2 separate regions of the Mus musculus genome follow, and region 1 is linked to region 2. The links are chromatin contacts, called in public Hi-C maps. All regions are on one chromosome and are shown on one strand. The core of a region is the stretch at or near the end of the contact, and the rest is flanking DNA. Distances in the headings are between cores, read along the strand shown. Region 1 overlaps Ica1l (islet cell autoantigen 1-like). Region 2 holds the start of Fam117b (family with sequence similarity 117, member B).

Region 1 (5,411 bases), core at 2,676-5,175, 100 kb before region 2:
GCCAAGCCCTTCTGTTTTGTTTTGTTTTTAAATCTATGATAGATATGAAAGTAGTGAAATTAGTCAAACTCTCTTTGTTTTTCCTCAGTTTCTTCTCAACATCTGGCAGCACCCCTGGACTATTTCCTCAGGGCCCATGCTGGTCTTGGTACACCACACACAGTTTTTATGGTTTGACTCATTTTGGGTTTATCGGTTAACTGTCAGTTTTGCAGAAGAAAGTTCTGCTGACTCGGCATCTAAAGTGCCCAGAGCTAAACAGTGTGTTCCAGACTGTCAACGTCAGCCTCTGCCCAGCAGGTGGGCGAGAAACTCACACATGAGACTGTTTCTTCCCCTTGTGATTCTTTATTAAAAATTTAAATTACATGTGTGTGTGTGTGACTGTGTGTGTCTGTGTTTACCCACGTGCCACAGAACATGTGTGGAGGTCAGAGGACAACCTGGAGGGGTCAGTTCCCTCCTTGCACAAGTGGAACCCACTTGTTCCACTGAACTCAGGTGGTCAGGCTTGCTGGCAAACACCTTAACCTGTAGAGTCGTGTGTTCTGCCTGTTATGTTTTAAGCAAATGGTGAAATGAGAGAATTAACTAAACTTTCATTCTTTTCCCTAGTTATATCAGAGGAAGAAAATGAACTAGGACTCTTTTTAAAGTTTCAAGCAGAGCGGGATTCGACTCAAGCTGGCGAAATGATGGATGCTGCTGGCAAGGCCCTCTGTTCTTCAGCCAAGCAAAGGTTCAACACAGCTCTCTTCACCCTTGGATTGTAGTCATGTGACCCTCCTGATGTGTGCTAAGTTTGCAAAGAAAGGCTACTGCTGATTCCTTTTTTTTGTTTGTTTGGTTTTTGTTTTGTTTTGTTTTTCGAGACAGGGTTTCTCTGTGTAGTCCTGGCTGTCCTGGAACTCACTCTGTAGACCAGGCTGGCCTCGAACTCAGAAATCCGCCTGCCTCTGCCTCCCAAGTGCTGAGATTAAAGGCGTGTGCCACCAATGCCTGGCTTTTTTTTTGTTGTTGTTTTTTCTTTTCTTTTCTTTTTTGTGATTGCCAATTCTAATAAGGCAATGAAAGGTGTTTCAAGAGAAATGTGTTTAGGGATATACTTTTTATTCTAGTTAATCATTTGCATTCAAAAGAATTACATAAAAATTGGTGCTCTTGAATTCCTAAAAATAGCATTTTGGATTATATTTCTATTTCTCAAATGGTTTACTATAATAGAATTACAGAACAGCTAATATTTCAAATACGTGTTTGTATTTTTTCTGTGTTGGTGTTTTCCTCTATGAGGTTGACCAGAGGAGTCTGGCCTCATGTGTCTTAGCAGGTGTTCTGCCTCTGAGCTGCACCCTCCACTCACTCACTTTTGACATTATAGTATCTCTTATTTCATGGAAAAGTTACTTTTTAAATAGAGTTTTTTCTCTTTTTAGAAAGGTTACTATGTAGCCCAGGTTAACCTTGAACTCATAGATATTCACCTGCCTCTGCCTACCCATGTGCTGTAATTAAATGCGTGCACCACCATACCCAGCCTGATTTTCTTCTTTCTTAATTTGACACTTTCCACTTATTATTTCACAGTGTTTAGCATAAAGATATGGGTTATAAAGACTGCCATATATCTGTATGTAAATGTAGCTGAATCCTTGTATTACAGACAAAGTCAGAAAACTGACCTCCTCGGCCCTGTGATGGCTGGCCCAGGTGGCTTAATTCTGCAATGCCATATTAGTGCAGAAATCCTCCTTAAGGAGTAGAGCCAGACAGTCCAGGGCCCTCCCAAGCCTCCGTATCAAAACCAGCCTTAGCCCAGGGGGGGTTGAGTTGTGTTCCTTAAATATCTGTTTTTCTATCCTCATCTCAGCTGCCAAGAACTGCCCCCATCATTAGTTTTCCTAGTATTTTTATCAAATCTTTTGGGGGTTTTTTTGTTTGTTTTGGTTTGGTTTTTGGTTTTTTGAGACAGAATTTCTCTGTATAGCCCTGGCTGTCCTGGAACTCACTCTGTAGACCAAGCTGGCCTCAAACTCAGAAATCCGCCTGCCTCTGCCTCCCGAGTGCTGGGATCAAAGGCGTGTGCCACCACGCCTGGCTTATGAAATGTTTTGAACCCAAGTGTTCTCTATACTTGCCAACTGGATAATCTCTGTAAATTGTGTTGTGTTTTGGAGCACAGGTTCTGTGTTGCTTTAGAATTCTAACACCAGGTGTGCCTGGTGGGTTATTTTATATCTGGATCAACTTTAGATATTTATATATCTGTAGAAACATGTTCCCCAGTAACTCAGGGTCTGTTTTCTAAGTCTTCAAAGCGCGTCAGGAATTTCCTCCTTATGACTCAGCTCCACGATAAATACATGTTGCAATGTGTCTAGAATTTTGTTTATGGATGTACAATCCTCTGATCTTTACCCCCGCGCTATTAGATTGGCCTTGTGTACTCCCCTGTCTCGTCTTAAGCAAGAAGTGGCAACATTCAGTCAGAGGGCCATTTCTGACACCTTGGTGACCATTAACCGCATGGAGCGGGCCCGCACAGAGTACAGAGGAGCCCTGCTGTGGATGAAAGATGCATCGCAGGAACTTGACCCAGACACCTTCAAACAAATGGAAAAGTTCAGAAAAGTAAGAAATGTATCCTTTTCCTTTCTTTAGGTTGGTTTATGTCTTTTATGTATGTGAGCACTTTGCCTGCTTATCTGTCTATACTCCATAAGAGAGCATTGGATCGAATTATAGATGGTGGTAAGCTGCCATGTCCTTGTTGGGAATTGAGTTCAGGACCTCTGAAAGAGGAGCAGCCAGTGCTTTTACTGCTAAGTCATCTAAGATTGGATCTCACTGTATAGCCCAGGCTGGACAGGAGTGCACGTTCCTGCCTGGCTTCCTGAGAGCTGGGGTTACAGGTGCATGCCGCTGCACCCGGCTCTAGACTCTTCTTTTGAAAATTAGGTTTTCTTTTTGTAAAAAAATATTTATTTATTTTATGTATATGAGCACACTGTCACCATCTTCAGACACACCAGAAGAGCATCCAATCCCAATACAGATGATTGTGAGCCACCATGCAGTTGCTGGGAATTGAACTCAGGACCTCTGGAAGTGCAGTCAGTGCTCTTAACCACTGAGTCATCTCTCCAGCCCCCAAAATTACGTTTTAATATCACCTCTTGGTTGCTTGGATATTTCGGCAGATGCATTCTGAAGGGCACCTCACTCTCAGTCTTATCTTTTTTTTATCTCTTTCACAAGAGCTCTAATCATGTTTTAAATATTGTTTACCTACAATTTTGGAATTTATGTACAGATAGAAAATAGTTTATTGTAGTGGGAAAATATATAATTGCTGAAGTGAAAATGATTCTTAGTTCTAATGAAAAGTGGAGATTATTACATTTTTCATTTTGCTACAGTACTTATAAATATATTTTGTTAAATAAATTTATTATAAATTATATCCCCTATGGATGAAGATATAGCTCATTGGTAGAGTCCATACACACACACACACACACACACACACACACACACATATACACATACATATATACATGTATGTGTACTTTAAATTCACTATATATGCATATTAAAGTTCATTCAGGAATTCATTTCCTATATAAACCTATAATAAAGTCACAGTATTTAATGCTGATGGAGCCTCCCTTGTACCAGGCACTGCAAGTGACTTGCCTTGTATCTTAGTTCCGTTGTTGCTGTGATAAAACACCATACCAAAAGCAACGTAGGGAGGAAAGGGTATTTTCAGCCTTCAGTTCCATGGAACAGAGGAATCTGGATGGGAACTCAAGCAGAGAAGGACCCTGGAGGCAGGAGCTGAGCAGAGGCCACAGAGGAGTGCTGCCTGCCTCCTGCCTGCCTGCCTCCTGCCTGCCTTCTGCCTCCTGCCTCCTGCCTCCTGCCTGCCTGCCTGCCTGCCTGCCTGCCTGCCTGCCTGCCTGCCTGCCTGCCTGCCTGCCTGCCTGCCTCCTGCCTGCCTGCCTGCTGGTGGTTTGTTCTTTGTGGTGTGCTTAGTCTCTTTCTTACAGCACTTGAGACCATTAGCCCAGGTACTAAAATGGTGAGCAGTACCTTCACACACCAATCAAGAATATGCCCGACGGGCTCACCCCCAGCCCATCTGTGTGGGGTGGGTGGGGGCATTTTTCTCCCTTGAAGTTCCTTCTTCCAAAACGGTTCCAGTCGTGTCAAGGTGACATAAGACTATTGAGCAGAAGTCATTGATTACTCCCGGCAGCCCGGGGAACTTGGTGAATACCTGACCCGAGCCCTGTCCTAACCCCATTATAATCCTTGCTAGTAACATTTAGTCTGGAGAGTGGCTGGATGCCACCAAGAATCACAAGCGTCACCAAGGTCTGCATTTTCAAATGGTTGACTGTATATCACATGAGTTTCACTTCAGTGAAAACAAAACAAAAATACAGATTCCTGCCTGGCTGTGGTGGCCACACCTTTAATCCCAGCACCCAAGAGCCAGAGGCGGTGATCTCTGTGAGTTCGAGGACAGCCTGGTCTACAGAGCGAGAGTTTCAGGACAGCCAAGGCTACACAGAAAACCTCTATCTGGAAGGAAAAACAAAACAAAACAAAACAAAACAAAACACCAAAAAACCCAACCAGATTTCTATCCCGTTCCTTTCAGAATCCTGCAAGGTCTGGTCCCTCATCTCCACAGAGCCTTCTTCTTATTCCTGCTTCTTGTGCCCCCAGGGATCTGCTCTACCTGGCTCCTCCTCGGGAACCCTTCCCTGGTGGTGGACTGCTTACCCCGAGAGTCTTGGGGTAGCCTGGTCACCATCGTGCTGTCCAGCACAAACCTCCCGCTTGCCAGGGGCCTCCTGAGCACCGGATGGTCACTGAGTTCCCCTCACTTGTCTGTGTGTTTCCAAGCAGAGTTTCTCCTGTAATTGTGTCTTTCTCCTATCCCTCGCTACCTGACAATGATGACATGAACATTTGTTTGCCACAGTGTCTCAGTTCCTAGAATAGTGTTTCATAAACTAGACAACTTGTGAATATTAGTTAAGTCAATGCATGAGTAAACATCTTCAAAAGTCAGTATTTATATTATCCAATGACATTCATTAAGAAATAATTTATATACATATTCCTGAATGATTTAGAAATATTAATGTCTCCCAACATTTTACTATGGCTTCTTATTCTGCTAAAATGCTTATTACTTTTTATTACATTTTTAAACATTTTATTACATTTTACTTTTATTATAAAATGTAATTTTTATTTATTGTTTATGAGATACATACATACCACTAGAATATGCTCATCTTTAAATATTGTTTGTTTGTATGCTTGTTTGGTTGGTTGATTGATTTTGGAGACAGGGTTTCTCTGTGTAACCCTGGCAGTCCTAGAACTCACTC
Region 2 (5,634 bases), core at 282-2,781:
AACCTATCTACATGGTGAGTTACAGACCAGATGAGGCTACAGGGAGCCTGTTTCAAAACGCAAACAAAAAATAAAAAATAAACATAAAAAACCAAAGCAAAACAAAATGGGCAGGCCTTTAATCCCAGCACTAGGAAGGCAGAGGCAGGCAGATCAAGGCCAGCCTGGTCTACACTGCAAGTTCCAGGTCAGCCAGCGGTAGTGAGAGTGTTGGGGGGGGGGGGGTGCGGGAAGCAAAGAATAAGTCTAAGAGAAATAAAACCAGTATCTCAGAAACACACTCAGACCCTCAGGCTAGCTATCTACCATTTACGTATATGTGTAAACACATACATAGACCTATGCACACACCCCAAAGCAATCTTGCTTAACTTCTCCCTTCTTGCTACTCATTAAGTCTTACGAAATGCAAAAACTGCTCCCAGCTTCACAACTCTTCAATGATCCAAATCCGCCTTTGCTGATGCATTCAGTCCTCCAGATCCGAAACTGTTTTGTGGAACAGAAACACTAAGCAGCACACAAGTGCTATTTGCAAGCATTAACCGCGTCACCAAAAGTGACAGGACCAGCCCCAGCAGTAGCGACGCAAGGCCAAACCCCAGGGTTTATGATTTCCACAAATTGAGCCCAGGCCCAAGGTTAGCGGCCGCACCTCCACGGCGGAGACCCGCACGGGCAAGACGCAGGGGTGGCGGACCGCACGCCCCGCCCCGCCCCGCCCCGCCCCACCGGAGCGCTGCAGTCCCCACTCGGCGGCACAGGACCCCTGTCCTCCACGTACCTGCTTTGCACACCGGGGCGCTGGGGCTCCTCTTCTCCGCCGAGGGTCGGCCCTGCTCTGGGGACCTCCTCCGGTGGCGGACGCGGGCGGAGGGTGGGGCCGCAATCACCTCGCTCGGCCACAGGTGGGTGGGCGACGAACTGGGCGACGACACGGTGCCCAGCAGGGGCGGTGGCGGCTGCGGGCGCGGAGGACTGCTTCGGGCCCCAGGCGCCGTGCCGCGCGTGGGGCTGGTACCGCGCGTGGACGTCACGGACGCTCCCGTCTGCGTGGCCACCGTGGGGCTGGTACGCGCCGCCGCGCTGCCGCCGCCGCCGCGCGTGGGGCTGGTGCTGCGTGAGGCGGTGCGCGGGCCGCCACTGCCGCCGCCGCCCGAGGGGCCTGAGGCGCCTCCGTTGCCTCCGTTGTTGCCGCCGCCGCCGCCGCCCCGCGTGGGGCTGCCATGTTGCTGCTGCTGCTTCAGCTGGAACGGCACCGTCGCCCTCATGGGCTGCAGGCGGCTCCCAGGGCCCCCGGGCGGGCCGACCGCGCCACCCGCGAGGGCGCCGGCGGGCGTGGGAGACCCATTGCGCCTCACCCGCTGGGACATGGTCCCCCCGCCCCAGAGACGGCGGCCGGGGGTGCTGGGCGGCGGGGACCGGCTGCTCGGGGCCCGAGGGAAGGCCTGAGCCAGCGGGTGACGTAGCCTGACTTCAGGACCAGGGGGCGCGCGGGCAGCGACGGGCACCGACGAGGTGATGCAGCCGCCGCCGCGGCTCCTCATCAACAATAGTGTCTCCTCCGTTGTCCCCGCCCCCTGCCGCCGCTCATTGGTGTAGCGTCAGCGCGCTCGAGCCACTCGGCCTCGCTGATTGGCTGCGCGCATCTCGGCTCCCGAGGCTGCTTCTGCTCTTTAAAGAGAAAGAGGCCCGCCCCCGAGGGGTCGGGCGGCGGAGGAAACCGGCCGTGGCAGGAGGAGGGGTGCGGAGGGAACGCTTGTGGCTTGTGTAGAGGGATGCGGGGGTGGGGGGTGAGGGGGGGTTGCGTGCGTGTGCGGACGTGTGTGCGTGCGTGTGTGTGTGTGTACACGTGCGTGTACGTGTAGGCGCGCGCCCGGCCACGCGCGTCCCTGTTTCCCGCTGGAGGGAGCCCCTGGGACTCCGGGAATTTGGCCAAAGGGACGGACTGTACGGGACCACGGTGTCCCCGGGGATGGTCTGAACCGACTCTTTCCCTCTGAAACTCATTTCCTTACAGCAGTGGTGTCTGTAAGTTAACACGTACGCACATCTCTTTGGAGACTCCCCTCACCCCCGCCCCCCAATCTTTTTGTTCTGCCCTAATTCCATCTACCTATGAGCAGGGCTCTAAAATAAAAGAACTTTAATTCTAGGGTATTTTATATCTTTCTTCTCTTTTCTTTTTGGCGCTACAAAGATTCAAATATCAGAACGATTATATTTGCAGGTTAGAATGCAACTTTAGATGGTATCTGTGAAGTTCAGTTATCGAGTAGTGTTGCTACTAGCCCCCACCCTTATAGATCTCAAGTAATAAAGAATTTATTTAATCAGTTACTTTACAGTTCCCTTATACCTTAGAAAGATGCAAGTTTATAAAGTGCTGTGGCCTCCACTTGCTCCTCTCTATTTGAGACAGAACTGGGTGCACCACCCATATTTATTTATTTATTTATTTATTTATTTATTTATTTATTACATTTATGTATCTGGTTTGTGAATAAGCATGTGCATGCATGTAGAGGTCAAAGGACAGCCTGTTCTTTTCTAACATGTCTGTGCAGGGAATCAGACTCATGCATCAGACTGAGCCGTTTCATTGGCCCACCATTCATAGTTTAGTCTGGTGGAGAAAATAAGTCTCCATGGCTTTCATAAGAACTCTCTGAAAGGCAAGAAATTCTAAAGTAATCATAATACGCGGGTTCCTCTTCAATTAAAAAGTCGACATGCAGACTGCACGTGGCATCCTTAATCCCTTTATGGCTTTAATAGCTATACATTCTAAAAAGATCCCTTAACCAAGGCGTGGTGGTTCTGGTAACAGGTTCTAGGCCTCAAGCCCTATTGGGTTCCTGTAGAAAGCTGTTAGATAGGTTCCTAGGGTCCTGGAGACAGTCAGATCCCCCACATAGCCTGTGATCTCAGGTATGTCCATAAACAAGTTTCTTATTTGTAAGGTGCAGCTAAGCAATACCATCTGCTACAGACAGTTCTAAATATTAACCAAGGATTTGATGAGAAGAGGCTGTGCAGGAAGTTCTCAGAACTCCTTTTCTAGCAGTCTCTCTCCATTCATTCATTCATTCATTCATTCATCATTGTACATATATGTGTGCATCCCAACAGACAAAACCTCAGAAAAGACCTCAGAAAAGTAAAGACATTCTGTTACTAAGTCTTTCTGTCTTACTCAAGTGTAAATGGCCAATGGCTTCCTTTTGAAATATATTCTGGTATCCTAGGCTCTCTGATAATTTGTTTTGTTTGTTACTGACCTAAAGGCCTCCTTTTTTTAAGCTAAAAAACTGTTTTCATCAGATAAGCTGTATTAGATCAAAAGTTAAAATGGTTTGCATAGTTAAAACATGGTCTGCTGAAGCTAGTTGCTTAGTTCCTTTTTTTTTTAAACAGGTAGAGTCCCATATAGTTCAGACTAGCCTGAAACTCACTATGTAGCTGAGGACAGTCTTAGATCCCTGATCCCTCTTTTCTCCACCACTTGAAAATTAAGCTTTATAGGGCTGGAGAGATGGCTGAGCGGTTAAGATCACTGACTGCTCTTCCAGAGGTCCTGAGTTCAATTCCCAGCAACCACATGGTGGCTCACAACCATCTCTAAGGGATCTGATGCCTTCTGGTGTGTCTGAAGACAGCTACAGTGTACTCAACATAAAATAAAAAGAAAGAAAGAAAGAAAGAAAGAAAGAAAGAAAGAAAGAAAGAAAGAAAGAAAAGAAAATTAAGATTTATGCCACCATGGCCAGTTGGAACTCAAAACTGACTGATGTCTCCTTTGTTCACGTTTTCCTGTAGCTGTGTTTCTCACAGGATCACAGATCCAATGGGTATGAAAAAACAAAACAAAACAAAACAGCCCTTTTATCTCATTTAACCTGCCTGCTTAATTCATAGACCTAGAGCTGAACTTTCAATGAGAACCAGTATTAGTCATTGAAGCCGCCTTTATACTAAAGGCTATTGTAGTTACTTGTAAATTAAAAACTATGTAATCATCAGAATATCTTAGCAATCAAAACATAAATAGTTAGAATTGTAGCATTGGGTGCCTTGGAGTAGTTCTGGGGGGTTTTTTTGTTTTGTTTGGTTTGGTTTTGTTTGGTTTGTTTTGGTTTAGTTTTTTTTTTTTTGGTTGTTGTTGTTGTTGTTTTTTTTGTTTTTTTTTGTTTTTTGTTTTTTTTTGGTTTTTCAAGACAGGGTTTCTCTGTGTAGCCCTGGCTGTCCTGGAACTCACTTTGTAGACCAGGCTGGCCTCGAACTCAGAAATCTGCCTGCCTCAAGTGCTGGGATTAAAGGCGTGTACCACCACCGCAGGGCTTGGTTCTGTTTTTAAGTGAATGGAAATGAATAAAAGCATCCTTAGCTGTCATCCTGGTCCATTGAAGAATCAAGGCAAACAATACATCAAGGTAAGGTAGGAGTCTTTGTGCTCTGGCTCCTCTCTGAAGAGTGGCCTTGTTTGTCAAGAATCAGGCGAATCAGGCAAATAAGCACCCTTCTGCTTGAACCCCACGCCCCTCAGGAAATGATTCTTTCCAAGGTTGAAATGTGACTTATGAAATTTTAGGCAAGAAGCAACACATTTGAATTTATCTGTATTTGAACTCGAGGTTCTTCCAGGTGTGAGGCAATCCCAGCACAGCAAAATAGTAACACACGAACCTCAGAAGATAAAATTATTGACAGACTTATTTGCTTCTGGGTCTGCTCAACTCTTTACAAGAAAGAAGTTATAAATTTAAAATTTTTTAATATATATATCTGAGTAATTTGCCTGTGCTTCAGGGCATCCAGTGTTCATGGATACCGGAAAGCAGTGGGTGTTGGGTGTGCTGGAAATAGAGTTACAGATGTTTCCTAGCTGCTATGTGGGTGCTGGGAATTGAACCCAGTTCTGTTAACCTCTGAACCATGTTTCCTATTCCCAAGAAAATGTTTGGTTTTTTTTAAAGAATTATTTATTATACATAAGTACACTGTTGCTGTCTTCAGATATACCAGAAGAGGGCATCAGATCTCACTATGGGTGGTTGTGAGTCACCATGTGGTTGCTGAGATTTGAACTCAGGACCTCCGGGAGAGCAGTCAGTGCTCTTACTCGCTGAGCCATCTTGCCAGCCCAAAAATGGGTTTTTATGACTCTTATTTTTTCTTTATTTTTTTTCAAGCTCCTTTAATTATAATAAAATCATCTCCATCCTTCTACAAGTATTTCTAAAATGTGATTGAACAGAATATATATATATATATATATATATATATATATATATATATATATATATAGTCACTAAATTGCTCATTATGACCACAAACTCTTTCAACTTTAAAATCGAAGAAATAAATAAAAGGGGGGAATAAAATAGACAAAATTAAAATTTTAAGTGCATTATAGTTACAATAATGCAAAACTGTGCACATAAAATACTAGAGAGTAAAATAAATACATGACACGTCTGAACGGTAGTGGCACACACGGTCAGTCCCAGCGCTCAGGAAGCAGAGGCAGGTGGATCTCTGGGAGTTGGAGGCCAGCCTGATCTACAGAGTGAGTTCTAGGACAGCCAGGAATATACATAGAAACACAATCTCAAAATAAATAATAATAATAAC

The links. A called contact is a pair of places that touch in the nucleus more often than the background predicts.
Region 1: a contact with region 2 is called in a Hi-C map of the G1E-ER4 cell line, with 1.9 times the contacts expected there. The contact joins the enhancer-like site here to the promoter of Fam117b in region 2. A contact is called at or near these places in 7 of 39 promoter capture datasets (embryonic stem cells, hippocampal neurons, liver and 2 more), 1 of 15 datasets of contacts at CTCF or cohesin (CD8 T cells), 1 of 484 Hi-C or Micro-C datasets (the G1E-ER4 cell line), 5 of 115 datasets of contacts at active chromatin or transcription factors (effector CD8 T cells, embryonic stem cells, memory CD8 T cells and 1 more) and 3 of 9 other capture datasets (adipose tissue, liver and pancreatic islet).

What each region holds. Positions count from the first base shown.
Region 1 is chr1:60,011,040-60,016,450 of GRCm38.p6, reverse strand. Ica1l (islet cell autoantigen 1-like) reads left to right here. Exons shown (of 11, transcript NM_027407.4): 4 at 616-739; 5 at 2,433-2,631. Among named protein-coding and RNA genes, the nearest start is that of Ica1l, 29 kb to the left of the region's middle. Within about 2 kb of position 3,925, at least 5 of the 459 cell types and tissues checked have an H3K27ac peak or open chromatin away from gene starts, as enhancers often do. A contact at or near this core is called in the G1E-ER4 cell line, where this site is marked.
Region 2 is chr1:59,908,903-59,914,536 of GRCm38.p6, reverse strand. It overlaps Fam117b (family with sequence similarity 117, member B), which reads right to left and starts at 1,531. Exons shown (of 8, transcript NM_001037725.3): 1 at 785-1,531. The coding sequence starts at 1,373.